Regions from separate parts of the Mus musculus genome. Here region 1 is linked to region 2. Evidence: chromatin contacts called from public HiChIP or PLAC-seq data. All regions are on one chromosome and are shown on one strand. Each heading gives the region's core, a stretch centred on a gene start, on an enhancer-like site or on the middle of the called end of the contact. The rest is flanking DNA. Distances are from core to core; before and after follow the strand shown.

Region 1 (5,185 bases), core at 157-2,656, 800 kb before region 2:
AAGGAGGGTGGTGAGCAGGCTGGGTCCCCTGCAGCTAGGGTCTGAGGAGCATCCTGCTCCTCCAACAGGGGTTAGAGGGTAGACTGAGGAGGACCGGTGTCCTCTGTCTGTGTAAGGTAAGGAGCTCGGCGTTGGAGGAAGGGGCCTAGAGAGGTACCAGCCTCTGAAAAGCGCGGAAGGCTGAATGGTGCTGACACTCTGACTCTGTGGTGGAGGACTGGCGCTTCTGACTCTGTGTCTCCCCGTTGTCTCGGGACAGGCACAGAGGGCTCTTGTCACGACCTGTCCTGCCGTCAGTCTGAATGGCACTTGGAAGGGCTTGGGAGGGAGAGGCTAGTGGAGCTCTAGTGACCAGATGTTTACATTATCTGGGGTCCTGCCCTCTCCCATGTTGCCTCCTTCTTTTCATGACCCCCCCCCCCCCGTAACTCCAGCTGGCCTCAGTGAGGGAGTCACTGAGATCTCAGAACCGTGATCTTTAGCTTCCTCCAGTCCAGGTCCTTGGGGGTGGGGGATCTGGGTCAGACTGAAGTCATGGGCTGGCCCCTGTCACTGGCACCCCTGTCAGTCACTGGCACCCTTGTCATTGCTACAGCAAGAAAAATCATGCCATTTCAGTCAGGGTGGGAAATAATGACAACTTGAAGCTGAGGAACAGCGACATCCACTCTGAGCATCCCCCTGCTGTGCAGCCCTCTCTGGTCCAGCATCTGTACTGATTGCCTGTGGTTGGTTATTGAGTTTTTCCTGCATGCTGAGGCTCGCCCGGCGAATCACAGAACACACAAAGGGACTGGGATGTTCTTCTCTTCCCAGCAACAAGGCTGACTCCCAGAGAGGTTCAGTGACTTGCCAAAGGTCACACAGCTCCTCAGTGGATGAGTGCCACCCCAGAGCATATCCCCACAGACATTGTACAATCATGCCTCTGTTTCCTCAGTTGTTAAAAAAAAAAAAAGATGAGGTGAAACAACTCTGAAACCCTTTCCTCCACCAAGATGCTGGGATGATATTCTGTAACTCCCAGGCATCCTTGAGAAATTAAAGCAAAGGGTTCTGGGATCTGGGCAGAGGCAAAGCCTAGACTAAGACTGAGGTCAGTCCTTAGGAGGCTGAGACAGGAGGATCAGAAGCTGGAGGCTAGCCTGGGCTACAAAGGGAAAGCCTGTCTTAAAACAACAACGACAAAAAAAATCTAAACCCAAACAAAACCTGTGTGACAGTTCAGGCCAGCTCTCGTGGGTCAAGGTCCCAGTCCCTTTGTGTGGAGGGTGGGTGAGGAGTGGCCTGTCTGCCATCCAGAAACAGGGTGGGGTCCGGCTGCCTGGGGACAGGTGACACATATCTAACGAGGTCAGGGTGAAGGTCAAAGATCGCATTAGAAGCGCCCCAGCTTGGCACCCACAGAGTGCTTTCTGTTCCCATCCCCCTGCCTGCCAGGTTCTATTCTGGTGCTTGGGTCCCTCACGAGGGCAGGGCATGTCTCGTGCTTTCGGCCAAGGTTGGCTCTCCTCCTGCCAGAGAGTGCCCTGGGATTCAGGCAGAGTAGCCAGTGTCTTGTGGGCTCGCATGGGCTGAGTTTCTGGATAAAGCTGAGGACAGGGACCGCTTTCCACCCAGGACCATGCACTGCTGTGCAGGTCTCAAACTGAGTTCCAAGGTAGACTGTGATTGGTGGAAGTCACCTGAACACGATGGGTTGGGTGCCCCCTCCCCTATCCTCATAGACATCCCTGCCCCCTGACATCACCGTCCTACCCTAACTGACAGCTTGAAGGGTCACAAGTCTTCACTTGCTTGGGAACATAAGCCTAACCAAAGAACAGACGCTCCTCTGAGAGAGGGGGCTTTTGTGAGTTTTTGCTTTCCATTGTTGGGAATGGAACCCCAAACCTTGCTTGTGCTCTGTCACAGAGCCATACCCCCAGTCTGTTGAATGGAGGTGATTGAAGTGCCCGCCTGCCAGACTGTGCGGGAGTCGTGGCTCCTAGTGTGCTCTCTGGTCAGCCTGGCAGAAACACGAGCCTTCATCATCACCAGTATGGTTCCTTGGCTTTGAAGACAATGAGGATCATTTTATCCTCTCTATCCTCACCCCCATACCTCCACCCACCACTGTATGCTCCTTGAGTTGGTAATATATATGTTTGCTTTGCCAGAGTTTACACAAAGAGGAGAAAAATCCAGGCGTTGGCTGAGAGAGGTGATTAAACATTCTCTAAGTGAGCTCATCAGACGGCTCAGCTATGGATAAACAAACATCAATCTTAATATGATACCACCAATCTCCAAGGGTTCTCAGAGCACCGCTAAGCATCCCCCTGGTTACAGGGAGGGAGGAGTGGGGTTAAGCTGTGCACGCAGGAATCCTCCTTGCATGGCCTCAGTTGAACTCACCGGGCAGCGTCTTCACTCGGCACACGTAGGGGGCACTTTCCTTGGACAATATCGGAGTCAAAATTGTGATGGAGCCGAGGAACTCTGTGTCGGGAGTCAGGCCAAGGAACTCGTATTCTCTCTGTTTGCCTTCAAGGTGCTGAAATGTACAGAGAACCCAGGATGATTGCGCAGACACAGACACACAGATGCACGCACACACACACACACATACACACTCAGACAAAAACAGACACACAGACACACTCAGACAAAAAAGCACACACACAGACACGCACATAGACACACAGACACACATACACACACTCAGACAGACAAAAACAGACACATAGACACACACACATTCAGACAGTCAAAATCAGACACACAGACCCACTCAGACAGACAAAATCAGACACATAGACAGATACACAGACTCATACACAGACATGCACGCACACATACACACACCGTGCATATACACACACCGTGCATATGCACACACACACACACACACACACACACACACACACTTCTGCTCTCTGGTCTTCTTTTATCCTCAGTTCAATAAGCCATCAAGCTCTTCAAAGCCTCTCATAGAACCTGGCCTGTCACATTGCGACTGCCTGTGGACACCAGCTGCTGTATGGACATCCCATCGTGATTGCCACCATCGTCCCCACCCACCTCTCCCCTGCCTCCTCCATCATTAACCCTGCCCCCACTCTTACGTTCCTTTACCCTCTGCCTGATCTGACCTGCTCTCTCTAGCCTGGGCTCTCTCTAGCCTGGGCTCTGCTGTGGCCCCTTGCTGGTCACTCATCTCTGGCTTGGTCCCTGTCCACTGGCACATTCATCTTGGCATGAGCTTTGTAAAAGCTTCTAGATTTACAGGGCTCTCCTTCGGAGCCTCGGTTGCTAGGCACATATTCACAGGGCAACATCAAACCCCCATCCATAGCTGCTGCCTGGCTCAAGGCTCCAGGAAGGCTGAACTCTTCACCCATCTTCCTCTCTCTGGTCGCTAAACGATCTCGTTTGAACTTGTGGCCTCTGGCTACTGATGGATGACCCTGAAGGGTTTCTGATGAACGAGACAATCCCCTTTTGGGTGGTACCAGGCAGGCTCCTCCACATGGCATGTTCCCAAACCCAACCCCATGCCTGCTTCCTGTTCTCAGATTCTCTCCACAGCATCCAGTTTCCCTCATCTTGGAGGTCGAAGCTCAAAGCAGTCCTTGCTCTGCCCCCACTCACCCTCTGTGCTAACAGCTTCTCTTAAAGGAGCAGGGCTCTATTCTTGCTTTAAACTCTGTGTTTCGGCTGTGCTTTCTCTTCTCAGGATGCAAGGGGCCAAGGTTTAAGGAGGGAGGTTGGTACATGCACACCTGGATGCAGGTGTCTTTGAAAGCCGGGCTCCATTGGAGCTGTTCTTACCAGCAGTTGTGAGCCACCTGACTTGGGTGCTCAGAACTGAACTCAGGACCACTGGAAGAGCAGTCCATACTCTTAACCACTGAGCCATCTCTCCAGTCCTGCTGCTCCTCTCTCTGCTTTCTGTTTTCCGTGTATGAAAAGCCTTCTCTGCCATACTTTCCTGCCACCATGAATTCTGCCCAAGTGCCAGCTCCACAGACCGAGTCCTCTGGAACTATGAGTGCAATGGCAAAACTCTCCCGTTTAAGTTATCCTGTCAGGATGTTGGTCATAGTTATGAAAAGGCAATTAATAAAACGACCAAAATGGGGGAGGGGGAACTGTCTAAAGGTGTTGGAGAATAAGCAACAACAGAGGGAATTCTGGGAGATAAGGGAGGAATAACTGCTCGGAAAACTTTTAAATGTCTTTTATCCTGAAGGCAGATTCCAGCCCACACTTTATGGGGTGGCTGAAGCCTAAAGGCCATGCCATCTTACTGGTTTGGAATAATCAGAGGACAGAGTTTGGGGTGACCACAGTATCTGGAAAATGAGGGGCCAACCTTAGACAGGAATGCCCTGTGGAGGAGGCCCAGGTTCTCTGTGTGAACTCAGCTCTATCCCTTAATGCCTTCAGATGCATACTGCATGCACGAGGCAGCCTCGAAGCCTAAATAAAATTAAAGGGCCAAATGGGGATGTCAGAGCCTGCCGTTCAGCCATGTTCTGAAGCACCACAGAGCGTTAGGCGTGGCCGCAGTTAGGAGGTGGAGATAGTGCATTGCTGCCAGTTCGAGGCCAACCTTAGCTACATAACGAGTTTCAGGCTAGCCTGGGTTGCAACAGAAGACTTTGTTACTTACAAACAAACAAACAAACAAACAAACAAACAAACAACATAACCAAATCCAAAAGAGCAAAAGACTAATACACATCCTTTGGAGCTTATAACATAATCCAGTCACTTCATCATGACATTCATAATATTCAGGACACAATGCAAAATGTGCAAGGAAAGCAAGATATGTGATCCCTCACAAGACCAGAGGGCTGGGCTCAACGTGTAATAATTTTAAAATCAACTGTAAAACTGTATTCAGAGAAGTAAAAGAAAATATGCTGACAATGAGTAAATGAGGGCAGGCAAGATGGCTCAGCGGGAAAAGTGCTTGCTGCTAAGCTTGGGGATCTAAGTTCAATTCCCAGGAATCCACATGGAGGGAGGGGAGAACAAACTCCTGCCCATTGTCCTCTGACCGCTATACTTGTACCTTGGCACCCGCGCACATTTTGCACATACACATGTAGAAAAAACACAAATAGAGCCGGGCGGTGGTGGCGAACGCCTTTAATCCCAGCACTCGGGAGGCAGAGGCAGGTGGATTTCTGAG
Region 2 (5,641 bases), core at 3,016-5,515:
CTGAGACCCACCTGTCTCCACTCTCCCAGCACTGGGGTCACATAGAGAGCTACTCTGCCCTGCTTTTAAGCGGGTGCTGAGAATCTGAACTCTGGTCCTCTCGTTGGTACTGCAGATACTTTGCCAACGGAGCCTTCGAGACTCTCAGGGTCCTAACTGAAGATTAACAGCAAATTCTCCAAAGACCTGAGGACAGGGACAAAGGGAGGTGGAGACAAGCAATCTGCGCTCCCTTTGAATGGCTCACTGGCTCAGGAAGGAGTCCCGCGTGCCTTGGCAGGCATAAACGCCCTTTCCTTAGGTAATAAATGTGGAACCCAGGAAGCCGGGCATGCTCTGTTTAATCTCCTGTTCCTGGGCTCAGCTCTGCCAAGCAAAGCTGTGCCGCCTGCCATGGCCAAGACACGGCAGCATGTGGGCACGCGGGGTCGAGGCTGTCCAGACACACATTCCCTTCTGGTTCCAGCTCTCTCCATGTGGAGAGAGGCGGAGGGACAGCCGGCACAGCGCAGAAGCTGTAATTCCATCAAAGGCCCTGGTGCACACTGTAAACAACCCGACCCAGCCAGAGCGGTTTGTCACCAAAGCCCCAGTGGAATTGACTCGGAAGGCTCTGTAACAAACCCTTACAACATGAGGCTGAAACCATAAGGCTGACTCCGCTGTCTGCAGCTGAGTTCCAGTTAAGGAGCAAAGCAGGAGGTATTGATCCCAAGTTCAATGGCAAGCCATGTGCTGACCGAAGCAGCCAGAGGCATGCTGTCGGCCCTTCTAGCAAGGAATCAGAGACTCAAAATGCTGAGCAGCTTGGGGTAGGAGGAGAGACAGGCCTGAGATCAGGAGCCAAAGCCTGGTCCTGCATCATCCTGGAGATTAAAGAACAAAGCCACTGGGTCTCCTTTACAGAGATTGAAGTTCCCCGTAACCACAACACAAAGACCCTCGAACACTGCATGGCACAGGGGCAAGAAAACTGGGAAAAGCTGAGAGAAAGGGACACCCATGGTGAATGGCAACCCAGGCTGCCTGCCACTGCATCCCAGGTTTCAGGGGATCTGCAGCTTTGGAGCTAGAACATATGGAGAATTCCAGGGAAGAAGGAGAAGTCCCAGTGGGTAAGGATGCTTGCCTCCAGGTTTGACAACCTGAACTCAGCCCCTGCAGCCCACAGGGAGTCCTGAAAGTTGTCCTCTGACTTCCGTTCACATGTGAACTATGGCACTTGCATGCCCACCCAGTACACACACACACACACACACACACACACACACACACACACACACACACGAACACACATATGCACGCACACATGCACGAGCATACACATACACGCAAGCGCACTCACGCATGCACAAGTTAATTAATAATAAAATGCAATTATTTAGTGCAAGGTCTCAGTGTGTAGATTTTATTGACCCTGAACTGACAGAAATCCCCTTGCCTCTGCCTCCTGATCCCTGGAATTAAAGTCACTTGCCACCATTTCCACTTTAAAATGTTTTGTTTTGTTTTGTTAAGAAAATAAAATGTTCCAGCACTCGGGAGGCAGAAGCAGGCTGATTTCTGAGTTCGAGGCCAGCCTGGTCTCCAAAGTGAGTTCCAGGACAGCCAGGGCTATACAGAGAAACCCTGTCTCGAAAAAGAAAGAAAGGAAGGAAGGAAGGAAGGAAGGAAGGAAGGAAGAAAGAAAGAAAGAAAGAAAAGAAAAAAGAAAATGTTTTCTGGAGAGATGGCTCAACACCCACATAGCAGCTCACGACTACCTGTAACTCCAGTTCCTGGGAGTCTGACGCCCTCTCTGGTTTCTGTGGGCACTACATACATGTAGTGCTCACCCCTGCATATAAACCCTCCTCCACAAGACAGCCTGTGTTCAGCTCTCCAACTGCTACCTAAGCAACTGAGCGCAGCAGTGTGCGCCTGGTACCCCACTGCTGGGGAGGCAGAGGCATGTCTGGGTCTTGCTGTCCAGCCAGGCTAACTGAATCAGTGAACCCTGTCTCAAAGTAAAATCAAATGGAGAGCTGCAGAGACACCATCAGTTAAGGGCACTTACTGTCTTGCAGAGGACCCTAGTCTGGGATGCCCTCTGGCTTTGTCAGCACCCATGGTGAACATAACTCACATAGGCACACACATATACAAGTAAAATAAATTAATAATAAAAAAAGAGGGTGTGGTAAAAGAAGATACCTAACATCAACCTCTGACCTACACATGCACACATATCCATACATGCACATGCATATATGTACATGCATGCACATACATATCCACACATGCACAGTATGCACACATACATGCACACAAACACATGCAGGCACATATACACACATACATGCACATACACATGCATGGTATGCACACATACATACACACACTTACACAGTACAGACACATGCACACACATGCTTGTACAGATACATATGCACAGTATGCACACATGTATGCACAGTATGCACACACATGCAAGCACACATGCGCAGTATGCATACATACATGCACACACACATGCACATGACACACAGACACATGCCCACAAATGCACACACAGACACATATACACAGTATGCACACATGCATGCACACACACACACACACACACACACACATGTGCAGGCACATATACACACATGCACATGCACTCAAGCACACACAGGAGGCCAGTCCTTTGTGTCACTGTGGGTTGACAGAGGGACATTTCTCTGGAACTTTCTCCCTGTGGGAAGGACATCACCAGGAGCACATGCTCCACCTGCTCCCCTCACCAGGAGCACTGTGGCTGTGCTCCACCTGCTCTCATCACCAGGAGCACTGTGGCTGTGCTCCACCTGCTCCCCTCACCAGGAGCACTGTGGCTGTGCTCCACCTGCTCCCCTCACCAGGAGCACTGTGGCTGTGCTCCACCTGCTCCCCTCACCAGGAGCACTGTGGCTGTGCTCCACCTGCTCCCCTCACCAGGAGCACTGTGGCTGTGCTCCACCTGCTCCCCACACCAGGAGCACTGTGGCTGTGCTCCACCTGCTCCCCTCACCAGGAGCACTGTGGCTGTGCTCCACCTGCTCCCCACACCAGGAGCACTGTGGCTGTGCTCCACCTGCTCCCCTCACCAGGAGCACTGTGGCTGTGCTCCACCTGCTCCCCACACCAGGAGCACTGTGGCTGTGCTCCACCTGCTCCCCTCACCAGGAGCACTGTGGCTGTGCTCCACCTGCTCCCCTCACCAGGAGCACTGTGGCTGTGCTCCACCTGCTCCCCTCACCAGGAGCACTGTGGCTGTGCTCCACCTGCTCCCCACACCAGGAGCACTGTGGCTGTGTTCCACCTGCTCCCCTCACCAGGAGCACTGTGGCTGTGCTCCACCTGCCCTCATCACCAGGAACACTGTGGCTGTGCTCCACCTGCCCCCATCACCAGGAGCACTGTGGCTGTGCTCCACCTGCCCCCATCACCAGGAGCACTGTGGCTGTGCTCCACCTGCTCTCATCACCAGTTCTCACTCCCTCTCTAATACAAGACTCTGAGACAGCAAAGGAGGCCACCTTCAAAGTCCCCTGACTTTAAAGAGAAGGCAACAAGAAGCCAAAGAAATGGCCCAGTGGTTAAGGGCCCTGTTCTTGCGGAGGCCCTAGGTTGAGTTCCCTGTACCCCTATAGTGGTTCACCACCACCCATAATTTTAGTGTCAGGGGTCAGACACCCAACATCTTCTGACCTCCAAGGACACCACGTGCATACATGATACACATGCATACATTCATTTTAAAAACAGCACACATGAGTCACATAAAATAAAAATAAACAAATTTTTAAAAGAGTGAGGTTAAATGAGTCCTAATTATACAAAGGTACCAACCTGAAGGAAAATATATTTATGTAGGATCTAAAAATCAATCAATCAATAAATTTTTAAAATAAAAGGGTTCTTCTGGATTGGCCAAATCCGGAACAGTAGAAATCCGTCTGAAGTCTTTCGCCAGATTGGGAGCGATGCCAGCAGAGGCCAGGCAGGAGTCATTACCAGTTATTTCCGTGTTTCCTTCAGAAGCAATTTGCCTCCCTCCGTCTGTGGGCTGAACCTGCCTGGCCCAGCCTGCTTTCTGCAGCTGTTGGGCATGCTCCTGGACGGGGCCACCTGGCAGGCATTGGAAGACAGCTCTGACAGGCAGCATGAATGTGAGGGGCCAGCTCCAGTCTGAGCCTCCAAGGACCTGGCCTGCTCTCAATGTGTTCCCCCCCCCCCAAGTCCTACAGAGAGGCGCCAAAGGGGGGCAGCATACACACAGAACAAAAATAACTGTCAGCGGCCAGCCAGCCATCCAGGCCAGGGCATCTGCAGAAAAGCCTCTCAAATAAGCAAACACCATGTGGTAACCGAGCTCTGGCGGGCTCAGGGAGTTCAGAGTAGCAGATGGTGGCACTGAGACCTCTGTAAAGAGCCTCAGTTCAGGGACAATAAGATGTGTGCCCAGGGATTAGCCCTTGAGTCTCAGCTCCAAATCCCAGTCCCACTGTGCGCAGGGTCCCACAGACCTGCCCAGCCAGCAGACACTGTGGCTACTCCCCAGCCCTTTCCTCTGGAGGTCCCTCACTGGGGACAGGTTCTCAGGAGCCCATGAAGAGACCAGTTAATTCAGTAAGAAATTGCCCAAGTCAGGGCTGGAGAGATGGCTCAGCGGGTAAGAGCACTAACTGCTCTTCCAGAGGTCCTGAGTTCAAGTCCCAGCAACCACATGGTGACTCACAACCATCCATAATGAGATCTGACGCCCTCTTCTGGTGCATCTGAAGACAGCTACATTGTACTTAGATATAATAAATAAATAAATCTTTAATAAATAAATACACTGTGCAAAGCGTGCATCCTCTGAGTACGGGGGCTTCCTCCTCCCTGAAGATCACGTGACCAAGCACTTTCTGCCCCTTGAAGGGGTCTAATTGCCTACACTTTCCACCTGTGAGCAGCGGAGCGAGGGGCTGGGGGGAGTCTGCTTCCTGGTTGCCCACAGGTTCTTTCCTAAGGGGTCTTCTGTGGATTCACCCATCAACACTCCCCAAACACCAGGAATAAGATGTCTGTTGGTGGCACTGAGAGACTTTTCCCAGCCAAAGCCATCCTCAGGGTAGACTCAAGAGCCCAGACCTAAGGCAGCCAAGGCTAAAAACTAAAACCTGAACTTCGTCTCATTTTTTATCTAATTTCCTTCACATAGCCCCATCAGGACAAATTGCAGGTACCCCAATTCTAAAGACAGACCTCTCACCTTTGACCCCTATGCCCCATGTCTCAGAGATGGTTGGTCCATGCCCACAGCCGGCCACTGCCACACCTTATAGAAGCTTCTGGCTCCTCTCATATAACTTAATGGGCTAAATGGGGAACCGATTCTATATGATTAATTAATTAGGGTCCTACTAGGAAGGATAATAATATCAGAACTTAAATAAGACTGCAAAGCCCAGCGGCCAGCCTAGAAAAGAAAAACCAAGCTAGCACAATTAGACCTTCAAGGTGGAAGGAGCCTGCGGGTAGACAGGGCTCTGACTGCCTGGCTTGGCTCAGTCCAAGATCAGCCGGAGACCCACCCTCACAACTCACATGATGGAAGGAAAGTTCCCACAAGTTGTCCTCACACCTCTAC

The links. HiChIP or PLAC-seq counts read pairs in DNA pulled down with a chosen protein or histone mark.
Region 1: an HNF4G HiChIP or PLAC-seq map of pancreatic cancer cells shows a contact between it and region 2. The contact joins two enhancer-like sites. A contact is called at or near these places in 2 of 39 promoter capture datasets (hippocampal neurons and neutrophils) and 1 of 115 datasets of contacts at active chromatin or transcription factors (pancreatic cancer cells).

Annotation. Positions count from the first base shown.
Region 1 is chr4:135,742,037-135,747,221 of GRCm38.p6, reverse strand. It overlaps Il22ra1 (interleukin 22 receptor, alpha 1), which reads right to left. Exons shown (of 7, transcript NM_178257.2): 5 at 2,398-2,536. Among named protein-coding and RNA genes, the nearest start is that of Myom3, 15 kb to the left of the region's middle. Within about 2 kb of position 1,406, at least 23 of the 459 cell types and tissues checked have an H3K27ac peak or open chromatin away from gene starts, as enhancers often do. A contact at or near this core is called in pancreatic cancer cells, where this site is marked.
Region 2 is chr4:134,949,410-134,955,050 of GRCm38.p6, reverse strand. No RefSeq gene overlaps it. Among named protein-coding and RNA genes, the nearest start is that of Syf2, 21 kb to the right of the region's middle. Within about 2 kb of position 4,265, at least 78 of the 459 cell types and tissues checked have an H3K27ac peak or open chromatin away from gene starts, as enhancers often do. A contact at or near this core is called in pancreatic cancer cells, where this site is marked.